Regions from separate parts of the Mus musculus genome. Here regions 2 and 3 are each linked to region 1. Evidence: chromatin contacts called from public HiChIP or PLAC-seq and Micro-C data. All regions are on one chromosome and are shown on one strand. The core of a region is the stretch at or near the end of the contact, and the rest is flanking DNA. Distances in the headings are between cores, read along the strand shown. Region 1 overlaps 1700025G04Rik (RIKEN cDNA 1700025G04 gene). Region 2 overlaps 1700025G04Rik (RIKEN cDNA 1700025G04 gene). Region 3 overlaps 1700025G04Rik (RIKEN cDNA 1700025G04 gene).

Evidence for each region. Hi-C and Micro-C count contacts between places; a contact is called where the count stands out from the background. HiChIP or PLAC-seq counts read pairs in DNA pulled down with a chosen protein or histone mark.
Region 2: a contact with region 1 is called in a Micro-C map of the G1E-ER4 cell line. The contact joins two enhancer-like sites. A contact is called at or near these places in 4 of 484 Hi-C or Micro-C datasets (ECoMG-derived neutrophils, the G1E-ER4 cell line and epidermal suprabasal cells), 3 of 115 datasets of contacts at active chromatin or transcription factors (the NIH/3T3 cell line, embryonic stem cells and fibro-adipogenic progenitors) and 2 of 9 other capture datasets (adipose tissue and liver).
Region 3: an H3K27ac HiChIP or PLAC-seq map of the HPC-7 cell line shows a contact between it and region 1, with 7 times the contacts expected there. The contact joins two enhancer-like sites. A contact is called at or near these places in 15 of 484 Hi-C or Micro-C datasets (the G1E-ER4 cell line, the HPC-7 cell line, the N1E-115 cell line and 9 more), 3 of 115 datasets of contacts at active chromatin or transcription factors (CD8 T cells, the HPC-7 cell line and embryonic stem cells) and 2 of 9 other capture datasets (bone marrow-derived macrophages and liver).

Annotation. Positions count from the first base shown.
Region 1 is chr1:151,952,288-151,955,925 of GRCm38.p6, forward strand. The region is part of intron 3 of 1700025G04Rik (RIKEN cDNA 1700025G04 gene); the gene reads right to left. Among named protein-coding and RNA genes, the nearest start is that of 1700025G04Rik, 140 kb to the right of the region's middle. Within about 2 kb of position 1,539, at least 79 of the 459 cell types and tissues checked have an H3K27ac peak or open chromatin away from gene starts, as enhancers often do. A contact at or near this core is called in the G1E-ER4 cell line, the HPC-7 cell line, the N1E-115 cell line and 2 more, where this site is marked.
Region 2 is chr1:152,048,446-152,052,083 of GRCm38.p6, forward strand. The region is part of intron 1 of 1700025G04Rik (RIKEN cDNA 1700025G04 gene); the gene reads right to left. Among named protein-coding and RNA genes, the nearest start is that of 1700025G04Rik, 40 kb to the right of the region's middle. Within about 2 kb of position 2,011, at least 13 of the 459 cell types and tissues checked have an H3K27ac peak or open chromatin away from gene starts, as enhancers often do. A contact at or near this core is called in the G1E-ER4 cell line, where this site is marked.
Region 3 is chr1:152,017,545-152,021,182 of GRCm38.p6, forward strand. The region is part of intron 1 of 1700025G04Rik (RIKEN cDNA 1700025G04 gene); the gene reads right to left. Among named protein-coding and RNA genes, the nearest start is that of 1700025G04Rik, 71 kb to the right of the region's middle. Within about 2 kb of position 1,852, at least 112 of the 459 cell types and tissues checked have an H3K27ac peak or open chromatin away from gene starts, as enhancers often do. A contact at or near this core is called in the G1E-ER4 cell line, the HPC-7 cell line, the N1E-115 cell line and 2 more, where this site is marked.

The DNA of each region.
Region 1 (3,638 bases), core at 289-2,788:
TTAGAGGCAAAAAGGAAGCTACATAGGCCAGACCCTTCTATAGACAAGGACAGCATTTTACTTGTATGTCTTAGCTTGCCCATGAAGAGCACGCTCAGTGCCACTCTGGAGCCTTGTCCTAGAAGACCCTAACCAGATCTTTTCCTCCTTTGCTTTTCTCTAAACTTAGTTCCTGGAAGAGCTCAAGGTTTCTCCTACTTTGGTGGCCTGCGTGTGTGTGTGTGTGTGTGTGTGTGTGTGTGTGTGTGTATGTGTGTGTTTAGGCATATGCTTGTACAAACATGCACTGAGTCTCCAATCATTCTCCACCTTATCTTTTGATATCAGGGTCTCTTACTATAACTGGAGCTCATGAAGTGAGCTAGATGGAAAACAAAGAGCAAGCTACCTGCTGTTCCCACCTCCCTAGGACTGGGACTGTAGACACTGCCTGCTGCACTTGGCTTTTCATGTCGGTCTGGGGGCTCCCAACTTAGGACCTTCTGCTTATTCAGCAACACTCTAATGTGACCTCTCTCCCTGGCCCAACTTTGTTGACTCCTGATGTATAGTTTCCTTTGCCTAAAGGGCTATAGTTATTAGCAATTCATCCTGAGATCCTTGTAGGCTTACACTGATCCTCCAGGTCAGCCAGTGCCCAGAACCTGGGCTAGGCCATCAACTGGACAAGCTGTCATTAAAGCAGAGGCTAAGATACGAGTGCTGGGACTGGGCTGTGTCCAACTGGAGAAAAGAAAGTCTTTGTGAGAACTAGAAAAAGGGCCAGCAACCTGCCAGACTCTGCCAGCAAGTCTGCACACACCTGGAGGCTGCCTTGCAATTTGTCCACACGGAGGAGATTTTCCTTCCTAATTTGTACAAAGGCAATACATAATCTTGCATTGATCCTGCAGGTCTAGCTTTGCATATAGAACAAGCCTTTCCATTCCCAGCACTTAAGGGGCTGGGTAGTCATTTATAGTTAGCTGAAAAGCATCAGGCTTTCCTACTGGAGAGCCAAGAGCCACCACAGCAGGAACTAGGCTTTTTGGTCATTACCTCTGCCACTGTTAAAGAAAATGCTAAAGAGTGTATTTAAGGAATGCATTACTGAAAAGGATGGCCATGGAGACGTTCTATTGAAAGAAATACTCAACAAGGAGCACGAAGGAAATGCCTAGATTTACATACGCACCACTGAGTGAGGACCCCACAGACAGTGAGGAGAACCTGGCAGACCAACAGATGCATCTATCCGTTCATAATCTGAAGAATTTTCATTCAAACATTTCCCTCTAGGGCTGGAAGGAAACATGCTGCTTCTAGAAAACTGCAGAGTCAGGCTGGCTGTCCCTCAACGCCAGCTTGGAGCTGAAGGGGCTTTTAGACGGCGTGCCCAAGCTGAGACAGAGCCCAACGAGACAGAGTTCCAGTGACTCAGGAGACTCTAGATAGATGAGGCATCTGGGGACACGAGTTGAGACCAGAGTTCCTGCCCAGTTATCTGAGGACATAAAGGCAGAGCTCCTCTGTCATGCAGGCTGCAAACTGAGTGGCACACTGCCAAGGAGAAGCCGAGGCTGGTGGGGGAATGGTTACAGCCTCAGCATATCTGCCTGCAGGCCTCAGTCTGGAGCAGGAGAGAACTGTGTCGGGGGGGGGGGGGGGGGGAAGGACCCAAGTGCTCAGAGTAGACAGGGGGATAAGCCATCCCTACAGAGGGAGCTGCCTCAATTTCAAAGCTCTAAAAACTCCTCACCAGGGAAAGGAAGAGATGGAAGATCCAGTTGCTGGTAACAGTTTTCCATTCTTAAAAGAATAGCATACCAGATTGCATGCGAACCTATTTTAAAATTTACGTAAAATTCAGGCAGTGATATATCACTTCCTATCATAATTCTTTATTTACTAGTATAATTTAGATATTTTCGTATCTGCATACACAGATCTTAACAGGTTGCAACAGAGCCTACAATATAATTCACCATCATTTCATGGGCTGGTGACCATGTGGCTTGGTGGCGCTTCCCTGGGGCTTGTGTTGAGATCTTGAAATCTCCAAGTGTCCTCCTGAAATTCCAATCTCCAGAGGTCACACCTTTGGGCAGTCTCTTCTCATCGCCTGGCCTATGTCACCAATGATGTGTTGTAGAAATGTGGGCAAGCCACCTCCGAGATAATGAAAGGTGGAGGCTTCCCTCTCAGGGGGCTCTCTTGCTTGCAGGCTCTGCCTCTGGGATTATGCTCTGGCAGAAGCCAGCAGCTTTACTATGAGCACATACAGGTTGGTGTTGCAGCATCCACACAGCCATGAGGGAACTTAGAATAGAATCCTCTAGCCCTACTTGTATCTTAGACACTTGGCCGAGTGCAATCCCATGAAATACCATGAACTTGAACCTAATTGCCCTGATCCTGAGCTCAGAAACGATGACAGGAAATAAGTACTTGTTTTATGCTAAATTTCCATGGCAACTCCTAACAGAGTAACAAGTAACTAATATACCACACATAATAAGGCCTACAGGTGAATTACCAAGATCAAAGGAATCCACATAAGCCAGGCCTAGTGGCACATGCCTATGAACTCCGTACTTGGGAGGCAGAGGCAAGAAGATCAGGCGTTCAAGGCAAATGCTGGCTACAGAGCAAATTTTAGTCTACCCTGCACTAGCTCAGACCTCCTCTCAACCTCCCATCCCCAAAGTTGATGCAGTAGATTTTGAAAAGATTTGGCCAAAACTTTTTTTTTAACATTGTTTTTCTTATTTATTTATTTACATCCCAAATGTTTCCCCCCTCCTGGTATCCCCTCCCAGAGTTCTGTACCCTCTCCCTCTTCACTTCTGAGAGGGTGCACCCTCCCCCCTACAGTCCCTTTCCCTGGAGCATCAAAGCTCTACAGGAGTAGGTGCATCCTCTTCCATGGAGGCCAAAGAAGGTAGTTCTCTGCCACATATGTGTCAGGGGCCTTGGACCAGCCCATGTGTACTTCTTGGTTGAGTGGCTAAAACTTTTATCAAGGAATGTGATCGCAATGAAGTAGGAAAGCTCTGATTTTCCTAAGTCCTTAGACGATTGTGTTCAACCAATGGGGGAAATGCCATCCAGTCCAGTCGCCCTGACTCGGGCTCCTTTCATCTTAAAAGATCTTAGCTGGAGCCACAAGTTCCACCATGTGTTTTCTTTGATTGGTAGTATATGTAGCAGAGGATGGCCTAGTCGGTCATCAATGGGGGGAGAGGCCCTTGGTCCTGTGAAGGCTCTATACCCCAATACATTATCAGAGATGCAGAAAAAAACTTCTTCCTAAGGAGCTAAGTGGTTTATTATTAGAGACTGGAAGCCAGCATGTCTCAATCTCCACACCACCAAAGATCCAGAATGGCTGGGGTTTCTGCTCAATTAGGCAGCTGCAAGTGGCATAGGGGATGAGCGTCCAGGGGAATGCCAGGGGAATGCCAGGACCAGGAATGGGAGTAGGTGGGTTGGGCAGCAGGGGGAGGTGGAAGGGGATAGGGGGATTTTTGGACGGGAAACTAGGAAAGGGGATAACATTTGAAATGCAAATAAAGAAAATATATAATAAAAAATGAAAAAATCATAAAAAAAGATTTTAGCACACACCCAATACATTATCAGAGATGCAGAAAAAAGCT
Region 2 (3,638 bases), core at 761-3,260, 97 kb after region 1:
AACAGATGGCAATAAATGTGACTAAGCAGGCACCTCAACCAACACCCACAGTGTCCATGGAAACACATTCAAAACTGTCTGCCTACTTTCCTAAATTAATTTAGAACCATACAATCATGGAATTTTAGAATTGGAAACCTTCATAGATTCTTTTTTTTTTAAAGGGGGAAAATATGTCATTTGCAAATGCAAAGAACTTTCCTATGATGGCAGTCAGCATGGATGTGAATGGCGCATTTAACTTCACAGGAGCCCGATGCTGGGCTCAGGGGCTCTGGATTCTCTTCACTCTCCCACCGTTAGCAACTGAGAGGCCATCTTTATGAGTGGGCGGTAAGTAGGGAAGAAATGGACTGTGAGTGCCTCCAGGCTCAATGGGCATCAAAATCGTCTGTGTGAGCCAAGTACCAGGCCCTCAGTGGGTGTTTGGGATACGGTGAGCACCTGAGAGTGACTATGCTGTCTGGAGTCACTGAGACTGAATATGGAGGGGCCCAGATGAGGAAAACGTCTAAAGAGGGTCCACCCATGGGAACAGTGATCACAGCCCTGCACGGTGCTTCTCCCTGAGTCCTCTGCATGGGACACTGATAATCAAACAGAACTCTCACCCCTCCCTGCATCTGAATTCCGCAAAAAACAGATCTCACACTGCATTCTGTTCAGTCCAGCTACTTCCTTTCTGTCTCCCTATTTTATCCCCCAGGGGCACAGGCCAGTAAACCATAGGTCTTTCAGGAACCAACAGAAACATCTATGTCCCTAGGAAGGAACAATTATCTCCAGACGCAATCATATTGGAAGAAGCTGCAGCCAGAAAGCAGGAGAACAAGGAACTAAGGGCTACATAGGAAATCAAGACCAGCGTAGGCTCCAGGAGACACTGTCTTGAAGCAACAAAAATAAATATAAATAAGTCCTTACATGGATGCCTGGAAAATACTAACACAACTCAAGGGCGCATGTGGTTAAACGGGTGTGTAGACTTTATTAACTCTGACACATGAGATGCAGTCTGCCTTGTCCAAGCACTGTCTTTCCCCTCCCCATCTGCAGAGGCCCTGATCCTACAGACCACCTCTTGCACCTACTCGGAAAGAGAATCTTTCCTCCGGGCCTGGGTTTCCATGCTCTCCTCCTTAGCTGCCCACTGCAGACCTGTTCTTCACGTAGCAAATCTGTTGACCTGCAAAGTCTCAGTCACAGTTCCCTACGCACGGCGACATACTGTCTGAGCCAGTTAAAGGACACAGTGTAGGCCTGCTGGGGTTGACATCGGAAGAAACCAGCATTTGAAGTGGCTAACACTGAAAAGCCACTCAACGCCACTAAATGACCGACCTCTGGGCTACTGACTCCTCACAGGCTCCGCAGAAGTGGGGTCTGTTATCATTCCTATTTTATAGATAAGGAAGGTGAAGGGGAACTCAAGAAGCTGAAGGATCCTACCCAAAGCCAGCTAGCTGGGGCAGAATTTAAATCTGAGCATCCCAATGTCGTTTTAGTTAAGTCAGTGAGCTTTGAATGAGGGGGACAAAGCCATTTCCAAGTCTGACCCAAGTCTGTACACAGTTAGCGTGGCCACTCCCCAAAATAAGCCAAAGCTAGGAGAAAGAGGCAGGAAGGCTGAAGGAAAAGAAAGGCAACCTTTGCCATCAAGGGTGACAGGTGAGATGGGAAAGGGACGCTATGTAAGCCTTAAACTGCTGCAGAAGAGTTGTCGGCCTGTATTCTGCAGCTGGAAGGTTGTGACAGCAGGAAGTGGGGCGGCCTGGGGCAGCAAGCTGCACAGAGATAGCTCGCTCATATCAACTCTATTATCAACAGATGGAAGGGAAGGCTTGCCCACCGCCACCCAGCTGAAGAGACCGCCAGGCCTCCAGGTTCGGCACTCTGGTTCCTACCCTAAAATACTTCCCTCCCTGGCTTGCCAGTGAAAAGAACAAGGGAAAACAACAAGAAACATCTAAGAGGGGTGGGAGGCAGTAGAGGACAGAGGAGGAGATCCCGCCCTCGGAGCCTCTGTGGGAATCTTTGGGGAAACACAGAGTTCACAAAGCTGCTGCAAACACGAGTTGACAGGTCAGCTTTCTTCTCTCTCTCTCTCTCTCTCTCTCTCTCTCTCTCTCTCTCTCTCTCTCTCTCTCTCTTCAAGTGGGGATAGATTCAGAAAGCTAAGGCAGTGGCCAGGTTTCTGTCAAAGCTAAAACGGAACTTTAGCAGAGATTTTTATAATCCCAGGGATTCACTAAGAATATCATGTCAAGTTAACTTATATACCCTGCTTCTGACAGAGCTGTTAGGGAGCAGCAAGAGTTTGGTCCACTTGGGGTGTCAAGAGTCTTGACACCTGAAGCATTATATAGCAAGTTACAAGCCGAACTCAGCTCAAACAGAATGTTCTTGACACACCTGTACCAGCCCTTTGAATACCTCAGCCAACATCTCTACTCCCAGAGGGCCATTCACTCATTGGGCTAAAGGTTATATCCCTAGTGGTTTATCTGTGTGAAGAACCCAAGTCAACAGGTAGATACTCAGACCTCAGGACCACTTGAATGGGGGAACTGAGACATGCCCACTGTGTGAGGAGCACACAGTAGGTCTTGCTAGGAAACAGACAAGGCCTCTCCTGGGAAAACTTGGAGCTAAGGGATAGTGCTGTTCTTTGAATGAGAAATGTCCCCCATCCAGCTCATGTGCTTGAACACGTGGTCCCCAGTTGGTGCTGATGTGTAAGGGAGTTGTGGAACCTTTAGAAGAAGGAAGCAGGACATCACTAAGGACGGGCTTGGAGAATCCTTAGCTTGCTCCATTTCCAGTTAGCTTACACGGCTTCCTAGGTTTGTCTGGAGCATAGCCAATCAGTTTCCTGTTCACCTGCACATCTAGACCTTTAGAACCTTAATCCACAGCAAATTGTTTTCTTCCCACGGTCCTTGCATTTAACACAACAACAGAAGAGGACAGACAGGGCTTAAATGAATTAGGAAGCATACAGATGGATCGGCGTTAAGAAAGGATAGTGCTGAATGCTGTGAGAGAAGCCATCGGGCAAGACTTCCGGAACCAAACAGCACTAAAGCCAAGAATCAAGACAGGGTTAGAAAATTAAAGCTAGCAGAAGACAGTCCCAGAAGAAAGCTTGTCAGGCTCGGTGGTGAAAAGGGCTAGGAGGCAGGAACAAAGCATACCAGACCAACAAGGCGGGCTAAGGAGAAGTCCAAGCCTTTGCAATGGGGCCTGGAACTGAAGGGATCACAGCAGCAGGGGAGCAGTAGATCATTCAGGCTCTGAGAGGGGCCACATTGGCTGTGTGTGTAGAACTGGGGGGTTGAGAGATACGGGGATAGAAGGCCCCCCGTGTTAGAAGAGTCCCTGCAGCAATCAATCCTGGCCCTTTTAGTCAGAATGGAAAGACAAGAATCACAACCGGGTCTGAGGGTTCACAATTACATAACAGCAACCAAGTTCATTCATGCTCTGATAATAACGTGGAGGAAGCACTCCTCGAGGCCACATTTTTCCTTGGCTCTGCCCTTGGTCCCCGTCCTTTCCAAGATCTTTATCTTGATGGGGAAGACGCCAGAGGGAAACCAGCAGAGCTGCCCAGGACGTGAATCTGGGAGGGATGTTCA
Region 3 (3,638 bases), core at 602-3,101, 66 kb after region 1:
GCAAGTCTGCACCTATCCTTCCTTCTCCATCTAACTCAGACTACTTGAGGTCTTCTCTCTCTAAAGTTAGCATTTAACTCTCATTTCAGAAATAATTATGCACAGCCTTGGGGGATCGTCCATACTGTTGTTTTGTACTGTGAACTTTCTTCTTGGTGTCATTTGTAAATTTTGAGGACCAGTTGTGTTTTCAATGACCCTGGTCCTGTGCAAATCTTTGCAAAAAGTAGGAATCTAACATTTGTTAGCTTAGATGCTGGTTATAAAGCAGACGTGTTTAGAGATAAGACACCAATAGTAATTTTGCCTTTAAGAGAAACATTTATGAAAGGCAAAACTGAAAATTACTATCCATAGCTGTTTAAAAGAGGCCAAATGTTTGGTAAATGTTGTCTCTGAATAAGGGTTATTTCTTTTTTAAAAACTTCCCATATGATTAAAATATGAATAAGGAAGACATTTTAGTGGAAAATGTAAATAAAAGAATGAAAAAAAAATTTAAATCCTATATCCAAAATTGATGCGTTTAATCTCACTCTAGCCCAGGAACACCAGACTGCAGCCTCATCAACTAGCTCTGGTTACAGGATTCAAGTTCATGACTGAATGAACTTCACAGCTCTGCAAAGGTGGCCCACAACTCCCTGGGCATAAACAGTAACTTCAAACCAGTCTCCTTCGCTGAACATGTCCTAGACACCCACCTGTAGTTATCTGTTGAGGTACTGTGTCCAACTATTTCATTTTATTCATTCTATATCTCATTGTTTCCCCCAATTATGAACGGCATCTGCTTGCAACCATAAATAACAAATTTGGAGCATAAACGATATGTTTAGGGCCCAGTTCTTCAGGGTTCAGTAACCTAGCAACAGAGTGGTGAGAGACTTCTACCTAAACCATTCCTTTATCTAAGTAGCTACCTGGCATGGGCTTGGACACCCACTGCTCAGGTCAGGTTTGGGAATGACAAACTGATAATGACAGACAGATTGGAAAAACAGAAGGTTACAAGAGCCTTGATGCCAGTTCCAAAAACCTGAGCACCAGGACCATGAAGAGGGAAAATACACATGACTTAGGACCAGTTGCCAAATACACTTTTGTCTCGGCACCACTCAAGTTAATAAGAATCTAGAAGCTCTTGAAAGCTAACACCTAACACTTCTATATTCTGGATACCTGCAGGCCGGACATATGCTTTTAACAAAAATAAGCAGAGGTACTAATTACTACCTGCATTCTAACAGATAAAGGGGACAGGAGATGAGAGGATATTTTAATGCTTTCTTTTAATGAATGGATACAAGGTGAGTCCTTGTGACAAAGATATTTCCAGAAACAATTTAGCCCCTGTCCTCCTCCCTGGGATTTGTTTGGTTTATTGGCTCATCTATCAGACTTTAGAGGACTCTGGTTCCTAGTGGTCATTTGCAGTTAAGAGTCCTCCACTTCTTACCTAATAAAACTCAGAGACATATTTATTGGTTCTCTTCTTCCCATTCCAAAAATGAAAGTCAAAATACAATAAAGTAACATGACATGGTTTTTAAAAACTAACAGTTCCAGCAGTGGTAAAATAAATGAACAAATCAAACGTGGAAGGCTGTTTATTTATATGTCAAAGAGAAAGTAGCATTCTCCTATAGGATGACACAGTCATTTGTCCCCCCCACCCCCCCCCCATGAAGCCAACAAATCAAACAGGAGGAAGCCAGGAGCTTCCCCTTCCTCCCTCAAGGGGTAATGAGTTTGCTTCGTTAAAACCAGCCTCCTCCCCTGTTACACGCACTCTGAAACACAGATGCACGATGACATCAGCCGAAGAGCTAGACACCATCAATCTGCAAGACAGGAAATGCTGCAGCCAGACCTGCAGCCTCCTTAAACATTAGCTGCCTCCTGTCTACTGGTGGCTCTGTTCTGTAATGCAGGAAGGGCTGCTGATGAGACGGATCACTGGGAGGCAGCAATGACTAGAGACAGACAGTTGTGCCCAAGACACAACTTCTTAAACTGTGGATCAGAGCCCAACATGGGGCCAGACAATTAAGGATAGAGGTTCTTAACATATAACACACATACTTCGTACGATATGTGCTGTCCACGCCATGCAATGAGAAGGACTTTGTCTAAAATGGCATGGCTGAGACCATAAACTGCAGTGTTTGACTTGTTTATTAACCACTCATATCAAGCCTTCTGCTCTTACAGAAACATTACAGCTTACTTATGGAAAACAAAGATTTTCTGTAGGTGTGTGTATGTTTATGTGTGTGTTCAAATGCATGGGCATCAAACCAGCATCTTTTCAAACTATACTGTGTTAAAACTTTTGATTGTACACATTGATGTTGAGTTGCTGACTTAAAAATCATTAAATAAGCTGGGAGATAGTGGTACAAACCTTTAACCCCAGCACTCAGGAGGCAGAGGCAGGTGGATCTATGAGTTCCAGGCCAGCCTGGTTTACAGAGTGAGTTTCAGGACAGCCAAGCTACAGGGAGAAATCCTGTCTTGGAAACAAAAAACAAAAAACAAAACAAAACAAAACAGGTTTGAAAATTCATTAAATGAATTTTGGTTTAGGATTAGAACAGAATTTCCAACAGTTTCCAAAGTAAGTACTTGTAAACATACTTCTGCTTTTTTATACGACGTGATCATGTGATAACATGGTATTCTGAACAATGATAAAATGAAAACAGTTATCAGATATGAAAAATGCCGAAGACATTCAAACATTCAGCCAAGATTTAACTCTGAGTGAAAATAATCACGGCAATCTCATTAGTAAACAAACCTGCCATCAACCTCGAAAAATGGTAAAAATCTGTGTATATCAAAGGATTGTTTTAAAGAACATTTTCTGATGATTTGCTATCAGTAAATTCCTGATAAATGTCTACTCTATAAACCTATAAAGTCACGTCGGATTTTCTTAGTAAAAAGGGTTCAGGAGTAGAGAAAATTTAGAAAGCTCTGCCAACAAAGTTAACCCAGACCTAGGTGGCCAGGCTAAATGAGGGAGATGCATGCTTTCAAGGAGTAGTTGCCCTAATTTGATCTCTGCTGCAGAGAGTGTTTTTTTTTTAAAGAGTATTAGATAATAGTCAATGGTATTTACAACATCTTTGACCTTAGTTTCTCCTATTAGCACACACTTAAGCCAATTTATTTCTTTTTATCTTATTTTGGAAGATATGCTGGTAATGGAAGTGTACTGGCCAGTTTGATGTCAACTTAGGACAAACGTAGACGTGCCTGGGAAGACAGAACCTCAACTGAGAAAATGCTCCCACTAGATGACCTCTAGGACAATCTGTAGTGCATTTTCTCAATTAATGATCAGTAGTGGTGGGCCTGGCTCACTGTAGGCTATGCCACCCTGGGATGGTGGCCCTGGGTGCTATAAGAAAGCGACCTGAGCAAACCATGAGGAACAGGCCAGTAATCAACGCCCCATGGCTTTGGTTTCAGTTCCTGCCTTGGGGTTCCTGCTCTAAGTTTCTGCCCGGACTTCCCTGAGTGGCCGAACACGATCTGAGAGTTTTTAAATTGAAATAACCCTTTCCTCCCCAATTGCTCTTGGTCATGGTGTTTTTATCATCGCAGTTGAAACTGTAACTAAGGTAGGA